Linked DNA regions of Pan troglodytes: region 2 is linked to region 1. The links are chromatin contacts, called in public Hi-C maps. All regions are on one chromosome and are shown on one strand. The core of a region is the stretch at or near the end of the contact, and the rest is flanking DNA. Distances in the headings are between cores, read along the strand shown.

Region 1 (4,924 bases), core at 1,425-3,924:
CCTGTAATTCCAGCACTTTGGGAGGCCAAGGCAGGCAGATCACTTGAGGTCAGGAGTTCGAGACCACCCTAGCGCAACATGGTGAAATCCCATCTCTACTAAAACTACAAAAAAATAAAAATTAAAATTAGCCGGGCGTGGTGGTGCGCCTGTAATCCTAGCTACGTGGGAGGCTGAGGCAGGAGAATGGCTTGAACCCGGGAGGCGGAGGTTGCAATGAGCCGAGATCACGCCACTGCACTCCAGCCTGGGAGACAGGAGCGAAACTCCGTCTCTAAATAAATAAATAAAATGTTGTTTTATCCCTTGTAACTCACTTCAGTAAGTCTTCACTGTCTGAATCAAAGAGAAAAGATCTGTTGAATGAAACAGAAGGTCTGAATGAATGTGTGCCCTCCATGTTTCTGTACTTTGAGAGCCTTTCTCCCAGTCCTTTCACATTCCAAAGTGACATTTTATTCTCTGAGATAAATATTTTAGGCTGACAATAATTTTAAGTCAAAGTGCATGATCTGTGTGCACCATTGCTGCATGGCCGTGCTGCGGACACTGACCCTGTGCCCTCCCCTCCTGAGGGCTCCCCAGTGGCCGGCTGGACTGAGAGGCTCTGCCCGGGTTGTCCACACACCAGCTGGGCAGCCCACCTCAGCCTCCCACCTTCTCCATCCCCTCCCCAGGGCAGGACACCCTGCTCACTTAGTGCAGGTGTGCACCAGCGCCTCCTTCCACACCCAGGTGTGTGGGAGAGTGCAGACACTGCTGTCTGCTCCTCTGGGTGGCCTCCGCCCTCTGCATGGTGACAGACAGGAACTCGAAGAAAGTTTGTGGAGTGAATAAGTACATATTTATATCACAACTATTGTGAAAGAAAAATCATACTAAGAAGCCCTTGTTTGCTTTCTTAGCCATAAAGCCTGAGGAGAAGGGATCAGGAGCTGTGGTCCCACGGCCAGCCGCTAGCTGCGGGGCATCCCCAGGCCACCCTAGGCCCTCTCCTCTTCCCAAGCCCGGTGGAGGCCACCAAATGTCCCTGCAGAGGGGCCCTTCTGTCCCAGCCTCGCCGGCAGCTTCACCTTGCTCTGCTCTTGCTGGGTGTGAACAGAAACGTGTGAGGAGCTTCTCGCTTCTGTCCCCACCTTCCTTTCCTGCGTGTCCTGCCCTCCTCCCTCCAGCGCTGCCCCAAGTGCCCGGCCGCCCCCTCGGACCTCCTTTTCCAGGGGCTTTTCCCTGTTCCCCGTATTCACACGACTTCTTCTCTGCCTGTGGATGTCTCATGACCCTCTAGAGCAGCGACTTTTTCCTCCCTCATTCCTTCCACTCCCCTCGGGCATCTAAGTAGCAGGAACCTGACTGTCCAAAGTTGATTTGGGAGCAGCCGGCTGCCCTTCTAAAATGATCTAGGAAAGGTGCCAGTAACATAAGCCGCCGCCTGCTGAAACTGGCGCGTCCTCAGCCACTCGCTGCGGCCAGCGTGAAGGGGAGGGGAACGGGGCATTCCTGGCACGGTCAGGTGTCTACGGACAGCAATCTTAGTTAATTCTCAAAACCCCGGAAGATCCAGAAATGGGGTGCTGACAGGGACCTAACCTGTCCACCACCCCTCGGTCGGTGGGACTGAAACCCATGTCTTTGAGCTGCTTTACCAGTTTATTTCCAAAAAGTCCTCCCACACCTGAGAAGGGACATAGAAAGCTGGTCCCATTGCCAGCCGGATTTCTTTACTTAACTCTCAACCGTGGTAAATCTAATTCGCTTACGACCTCTTTCCGAGAGCTGGGAATCTGCAGAGATGCTCTGTTTTCTGCTGTACTAATCTCAGGCTTCCCAAAGCGAGTGCCTCGCCCAGCTCCTAGGGGAATCCACGGAGCCCCAGGCGCAGGGCAAAGGATGGGGCGGGATGGGGACATCGTACCTGCGCTCTGGGAGCCGCTGGGAGTCCGGCCGGCCCCGGCCGCGGGGAGGAAAAGCAACGGCTTGGGCTCCTTATCCGTGACGCGCGCTCCCCTGCGCCCCCGGGGCCTCCCGTGGGCTCCGTGCGGGGACAAAGCCAGCGCCAGCAGGAAGAGTGCGGGCAAAGGGGCGCCGGGCTTAAGGGGCCGCATGTTCGCAAGCCGGGAGGAGAGAGCGGAAGACTCGGGGAGGATCCCGACGCAGGTCCGGAGGGTGCGCGGCCCAAGAGAAGGCCAGCGGGACCACAGCGCGGCTACGCGGCCGGCCGCAGTCTTCACCGCGCGCCTGCTCTTGTCTACGTCCCGGGGGTCGGCTGGAGCTGCACTGGGACTCGGTCCTCAGTGTGCCGAAGCCTAAGCGCTGCGGGGCGCGGGGCGGGAACGGGAGGCGGTGCCTGGGGCCACGGGGTCGTCCCCCAGGATGAGGGCGTGTCCCAGCGCGCGGGACCCTCGGAAGTCCGCGCTGGGCCGGGCGGGCACCAGCCTCGGACTCAGCGGGTCTCAGGGCTCCCTGCGCAACGCCTGCCTCGGATCCAGACCCCGGGCTCGCTCTCTGGTCGCCGTCCCCGGGAGGACCCAGTAGGGTAACTGCCGCGTCGCCCCGGCGGTTCTCCCTGGGCTCTGTCTCCCGCCGCCCCCACCCCCGAGCCTCGGGGTCCGTCACGGCTTCCCCTGGCTGGCGGGGTCAGTAGAACCCGCGGCGCCTAGGTCCGGACGGAAAAAAGCAGGGCCGGGGTGCGGCCTGGATGAGCGGAGATCTCCACGCCTTGGGCTCAAAGGTGCGGGGTGCGCTCTGCTGCCGAGCCCCTGCTCGCTCAGGAACACTGGCCACGCCGTCACGCCAGCCGCCCCTGCCCCAGGTCTGGAGGCCCGACCTGCCCTCCTAGGTGCAGCACCGCGTTCTCTTCCGCGTGGGGGAGCGGCGGGCGGAGGAGGTCTGGGGCTGGGCACCGGGGACACACGCCCAGCTGCCCTGGCCTCCCAGGGGGGAGTGGCCGGTTTCAGTGCTTCCCCAGGTGAAATCGCCAAGGTCGACCAGTGCGCCCAAAAAAGCAGCCGGCTGGATTTTTCCTCAAATTAGGGAACTCTTATAAAGAGTTTTAGTGTTAACAACTTAAAAAATGAAATTAAGGCCAGTCGTTCTGATTAAAGTGAGCCTCTCTGATCAAACTGCGCTCTGTAAACTGTTGTTGTTTTAGTTGTTTCAGCCGCCTGCTTTATTGCTTTATGTTAAGTATATTGAAAAATGTTGAAATTGCTCGCTAATCAATTGACTACTAATTATCTCCTCATATGCAAAGTGCAAACAGGTGAAAGGAAGAAGGCAGGAATAACTAAGGGAACTGAGGCTCCATTACTCCTTAGGCGGTGCCCAACGTTACATTACTCTACAAAAAGAAATCTTGTGGGTCACAGATCCTGAATAATGACCTCAACTCCTTCAAATAGTTTATCTAGGCTTGGCATGTCCAACATGCCTAAGAAATTGGGAAGCAAAGCAAGCTTTGCAGGAGCCCTGTGAAATCGTGCCTTTGGATGAAGCTCTTTTGAGGAAGTTGTTACACAGGTGAAGACTGCTTCTTCCAATCGTTTCACTGTTAAGCACGCATAGGAATCTGGTATTTCCTAAGCAAACACAGCAGTGTAAGAGAATGGCTTCCACCAAGGGAGACCCACAAGAGTCTTCCTAGAAAAACAGGTTAAGGGTCTGAAGGCCCTACTTAGGTGGAATAAACGCTTTCTCACAGCTCTACTGAAGTGAAATAAGAAAACATTAGAAGTTCACAGACATTGACAGGCAGTTCAAAAATTAATTTTAATTGGAAAATAAAAAAATAGGGACTAGTCCGAAAAACGATGGGGAAATGCAGTATGAAATAATGCTGGAGAATAAGTGATACTGAAACCATGACAAATGGACTTTTTAATCAACCATCTATCCGGAGCAAAAGACAGCAAAACCTGGAAGCTGAATTATTTTCCTCTTCCTCTACGTTGAAAGCTAGAGGAAATAAACAAAGCAATGAAGTTTTCAAGCCTGACAGTTTGGGGTCTACTTTCAGCTGTCATTAGCCATGGGGCCCTGAGCAAACCATTTAGTCTTCTCTCTAGCAAGGTGAAGAGGTTGAACTTCAGTGGTTCTCACACTGTGTACCATGTGAAGGAGAGGCTGTAAAAAAAAAATGCAGGTTCCCAAACCCCTGGGGACGCAGTCCCCCAGGAGGATCCTGTAAATCTGCGTTTTAAGGGACTCTGGGTAGTTCTGAAGCAAGTGATCCTTTGAAACCCACCTTTATTCATTCAACAAAAATGATGTGAACGCACACTGTGGACCAGGCAGTGGAAACACAGCGGAGCCACCATAGTGGGTAAAATAAACAAAATCCTCATCTTTGTGGAGCATCTAACTTCAGGGATCTAGTTCCTCAACACAATGCTTTTATCATAAATAAACAGGTTACGTATAGCTAAGTCACTCTTTGCTTTTGTTCTTTGTTCATTGCACATCTTTGACTACTTTTCTAACTGCCCCAACTAAATGCTGCTTGCCCTGCCTCTTGCTAATTAGTTTAGAGGCAACTTGAATTGTTCATGTGGGCATTCCCTCAGTAACACTGGCTAATTTATTTAGTATATAAGGAAGGGTTTTCTGTGTAGAAATGGGTACTTAGTAACTAATGTTTAAAGTAATCCAAAGTTTTTAAAACTGTAACTGTTACAAGCTGTTTTAAGCCTTGAAACTCAAGGCACTTATTTTCTTTACAACTTAGCTAATAAATTAAACAAGTGAAGTTTCCTTATTTAACACCAACAAACCCTATTAAACATTTCAAAATACAATCACATATTTAATATAGTTGATTTTCTTAAACATTTTTAAAACCAGAATTTTAAAAGTCACAATTGAAAAATCCATTGCTACATCTCCCCCAAAATATTGGTAATATTGGTAATATAAACTTGTATTAAGGTTC
Region 2 (4,924 bases), core at 1,752-4,251, 370 kb after region 1:
ACATAGTAAGTTTGACTAGTTGACATATGTAGAGTTTTGCACCCAACAAATGCAAAACAATTTTTCACGTACACATGAAATAATTAGAAAATAACTATATACTGGGGAGTAAGTTTCAAAAAATATCTATGAATTGAAGTCATATTGAGTATGGTCTCAGTTTACAGTGTAATTCAACTGGAAATCAACAATAAAAAGGCTAGAAAATCTCCAAACGGTTGAAGATGATCAACTATATACATACATGCGTATATATACACATAAACATATATGGACACACGTGTATACATACGTGTATATACACATATATACACATGTGCATATGTGTATACAAACATACACACATGTATACACACGTGTATAAACTATATACATGTGCATATATACACACATACACACGTGTGTATATATGTGTGTATATACACACGTGTGTGTGTATATACACGTGTGCATATGTGTGTATATACACACAAGTGTGCATATATGTGTGTATATACACTGTGTATGTGTGTGTATATACACGTGCGTATATGTGTGTATATACACGTGTGTATATGTGCGTGTATATACGTGTGTATATATGTGTGTGTATATACACGTGTGTGTATATATGTGTATGTATACACGTGTGTGTATATAGTTGATCATCTTCAACCGTTTGGAGATTTTCTATTATATATATTTTTTCTTTAACATTATATGGTGTTTTATCATATAGTGTTTCTTACGGACATAGCTTAAGAATCATCTGTTATTTTGTTTCACAGAAAGCGTGAAACTGCAGGGGAGCCGATTTGTATAGATCCTGGTAAAAAGATAATTGAGTAGGTAAATTCCAGGGAGCTTTTGTACAGTGGATCCCCCTGTCAGTGGTTTTGGAGTCCCTAGTTTCAGTTACTCGTGGTCAACTGTGGTCTAAAAATATTAAACGGAAAATTCCAGGAATAAACAGTTCCTAGGTTTTCAATTGTGTTGACTTCTGATTGGCGTGATGAGATCCAGCCATCTTACTCCTTCCCACAGAAAGTGAGTCCTCCCTTTGCCCAGCGTTTCCCTGCTGTCTACAATATCCACCTGTTAGTCACTTCACAGTCTGGGTTATTAGATGACTGTGGCAATGACCAGTGCGGTGTGTTCAAGTCGCCCTGATTTTACTGACTTTTTGCCCTTATTTCTCTCTGGCTCCAAAGTGCAAGAGAAGTGATGCTGGCAATTCAGATATGCCAAAGAGAAGCTGCAAATGCCTCCTTTAAGTTAAAAGGTAAAAATTCTGGACTTAATAAGGAAAGAAAAAAAATCATATGCAGAGGTTGCCAAGATCTACTAAAAACAAATCTTCTATCCACGAAAATGTGAAGAAGAAAAAAGAAATGCATGCTAGTTTTGCTGTTGCATCATTTTTGGATGGAAGAACAGAAACATGTTCCCATTGACCGCAATGGGTACTATCCATGGTTTCAGGCATCCACTGGGGCTCTTGGAACCTATCCCCCATAGGTATGGGGGGGTTACTGTATTTCTGGCCCCACAGTCTTCTACTGCCGACTTTAGGTCTCTCTGGATCTCAGGCCCCCTTCTCTAAGATGCATCCTAGAGGACCAAAAATACACTTTATTTGGGCTTTGCCTGCTTTTGTGGAAGGGTAGTTTACTAGAGGATATAATCTCGTGTTTTAATTTGCTCTCTCTCCTAAAGGAAATGTGGAGAAAAAAAAAAGCAGAAATTGGAAATAACCAATATTTAGTTTATTTCATTCGATTCTTAGGGGAACTGGTGAGGAGCCTAAGATGATTTTCCCTTCCTAGAGAAAGAATCCAAAGTCCAGGGAAATAGCGACAGGGGAGTTCAAGACTGCCCCTACTAGTCCTTCCTTGGCTACTCTCCGCTGCGATCGCAGGATAGCTCTCATTAGCAGGAGAATCGGGCAAGTGTGTGGATAAGTAGAGAGTGTGTTGAACAACTTGTAACGTTTTATGAAATACGCATTGTCATGGTTCCCTAAAAGGCTTTGCGGAAGCCGTTTGTCTTTACTAATCAAGTCTTTACTTACACAAAAGTAGAAGTAGAAGTAGTTTTAGAAAACATACTAACAATCTTCTATCCCCTTGAAGACCAGCGTAGCAGAAAACAGGTGATTTGCATTATAAAATTGCACTCACTTTTTCCTCCTTTCAGATTTCACATTACATTAGCCCATTTGTGTTACGGTGTTTAAAAAATGGAAAAGGCGCCTCCACTGCATTGTTCTCCTTTAAAAATAGATCACTTACACCCTAACTTTGTTTTCCTTAAATTCGATTCTTAACAGGAGAGCTTTCTATTATTTCAGATGGAGTGAGGTTGCACGACTGGGATGGAAGAAAGGAATCCCTTAAATTTGGGGGAATTTCTGTTCTCTGTTCCAAGACCATTTTACTTGGGGTGTGGGGGTGGGCGCGGCGGTCAGGGCAGTGGAACGCAGTCGCGGCTGCGCCATCCCTGCACTTCCAGGCGCGCGGGAGGGACCGGCGGGGACGCGAGCTGCGGACTCTGGCGAACGCGGGGGAGGCAGACACGGGGAGGCGGACACCCAGCCGGCAGGCGTCTCAGCCTCCCCGCAGCCGGCGGGCTTTTCTCCTGACAGCTCCAGGAAAGGCAGACCCCTTCCCCAGCCAGGTAAGGTAAAGACTGCTGTTGAGCTTGCTGTTACTGAGGGCGCACAGACCCTGGGGAGACCGAAGCTTGCCACTGCGGGATTCTGTGGGGTAACCTGGGTCTACGGAAGTTTCCTGAAAGAGGGGAGAAGGGTTTGCATTTTTCCTATGGAGGATTCTTCTCTCTCTAGCATTTCGTTTGATGTATTCAACTGGTAGAAGTGAGATTTCAACAGGTAGCAGAGAGCGCTCACGTGGAGGAGGTTTGGGGCGCCGCGGCGCCACCCCCACCCCTCCTCGGGACCGCGCCTATTTCTAAAGTTACACGTCGACGAACTAACCTATGCTTTAAATTCCTCTTTCCAGCCCCGTGAGTCCGCGGCGACATTGGGCCGTGGGGTGGCTGGGAACGGTCCCCTCCTCCGGAAAAACCAGAGAACGGCTTGGAGAGCTGAAACGAGCGTCCGCGAGCAGGTCCGTGCAGAACCGGGCTTCAGGACCGCTGAGCTCCGTAGGGCGTCCTTGGGGGACGCCAGGTCGCCGGCTCCTCTGCCCTCGTTGAGATGGACAACGCCTCGTTCTCGGAGCCCTGGCCCGCCAACGCATCGGGCCCGGACCCGGCGCTGAGCTGCTCCAACGCGTCGACTCTGGCGCCGCTGCCGGCGCCGCTGGCGGTGGCTGTACCAGTTGTCTACGCGGTGATCTGCGCCGTGGGTCTGGCGGGCAACTCCGCCGTGCTGTACGTGTTGCTGCGGGCGCCCCGCATGAAGACCGTCACCAACCTGTTCATCCTCAACCTGGCCATCGCCGACGAGCTCTTCACGCTGGTGCTGCCCATCAACATCGCCGACTTCCTGCTGCGGCAGTGGCCCTTCGGGGAGCTCATGTGCAAGCTCATCGTGGCTATCGACCAGTACAACACCTTCTCCAGCCTCTACTTCCTCACCGTCATGAGCGCCGACCGCTACCTGGTGGTGCTGGCCACTGCGGAGTCGCGCCGGGTGGCCGGCCGCACCTACAGCGCCGCGCGCGCGGTGAGCCTGGCCGTGTGGGGGATCGTCACACTCGTCGTGCTGCCCTTCGCAGTCTTCGCCCGGCTAGACGACGAGCAAGGCCGGCGCCAGTGCGTGCTAGTCTTTCCGCAGCCCGAGGCCTTCTGGTGGCGCGCGAGCCGCCTCTACACGCTCGTCCTGGGCTTCGCCATCCCCGTGTCCACCATCTGTGTCCTCTATACCACCCTGCTGTGCCGGCTGCATGCCATGCGGCTGGACAGCCACGCCAAGGCCCTGGAGCGCGCCAAGAAGCGGGTGACCTTCCTGGTGGTGGCGATCCTGGCGGTGTGCCTCCTCTGCTGGACGCCCTACCACCTGAGCACCGTGGTGGCGCTCACCACCGACCTCCCGCAGACGCCGCTGGTCATCGCTATCTCCTACTTCATCACCAGCCTGAGCTACGCCAACAGCTGCCTCAACCCCTTCCTCTACGCCTTCCTGGACGCCAGCTTCCGCAGGAACCTCCGCCAGCTGATAACTTGCCGCGCGGCCGCCTGACTCCCCCAGCGTCCGGCTCCGCAACTGCCCGCCACCCCTGGCCAGCGAGGGAGGAGCCGGCGCCAGAGTGCGGGACCAGACAGGCCGCCTAGGCCTCCTGGGGAAACTGACTCGCGCCCCATCCCCGACCTAGCAGATCGGAAGCGCTGCGACTGCGCCCGCAGGTTGACCTTGCCAAGCCCTCCAGGTGATGCGCGGCCACGCCGGGTGAGAAGAACTGAGGCTGAGATTGCCACACTGAGGGCTCCCTAAAGCCGAGGTGGAGGAAGAGGAGGGTAGAGGAGGAGGGCGGTATTGCTGGGAACCGCCCCCTCCCTGCCCTGCTCCCTGCTCCCCCACCCGAGTCCTGGCAGTCTGGAACCTGGCTGGAGTCGGAACTCTCTCCGCGCCTTCGAAGGGAGGCCCGAGGACGCTGCGGGCGCCCCCAGGCGTCGGCTCCGCGCGGCCCCTGCTGTAGCTGGCGCACAGCCCCGGCGGGTCCCCTTGTTCTCCGCGCGCTCTGGGAAGACGGTCAGGCGCGCGCGTTTGGCGCCCACCCCTGTGAGACCCGCGTGGCCGGGCGCCCCGGGCGGGGACCGCTGCCGAGGCCGCCAGCACCTCTTCAACTGGGGAAAACACAACGACTCGGGATGCCCCATCGGAATGTGTGTACACCTGTGTGTGTGTGTGGTGTGCACGCGTTTGCGGAGGCATGAGATGCGGGGAAGGAGGCTGGCGCTTGGCAGTGACTGCCTAGAATAT

What was found. Hi-C and Micro-C count contacts between places; a contact is called where the count stands out from the background.
Region 2: a Hi-C map of induced pluripotent stem cells shows a contact between it and region 1, with 2.1 times the contacts expected there. The contact joins the promoter of NPBWR1 here to the promoter of ALKAL1 in region 1. A contact is called at or near these places in 1 of 7 Hi-C or Micro-C datasets (induced pluripotent stem cells) and 1 of 1 datasets of contacts at active chromatin or transcription factors (stem cell-derived excitatory neurons).

What each region holds. Positions count from the first base shown.
Region 1 is chr7:61,136,314-61,141,237 of NHGRI_mPanTro3-v2.0_pri, forward strand. ALKAL1 (ALK and LTK ligand 1) reads right to left here and starts at 2,675. Exons shown (of 5, transcript XM_001149038.6): 1 at 1,913-2,675. The coding sequence starts at 2,102.
Region 2 is chr7:61,510,417-61,515,340 of NHGRI_mPanTro3-v2.0_pri, forward strand. NPBWR1 (neuropeptides B and W receptor 1) reads left to right here and starts at 3,002. Exons shown (of 1, transcript XM_016959474.4): 1 at 3,002-4,924. The coding sequence starts at 3,197. The coding sequence ends at 4,183.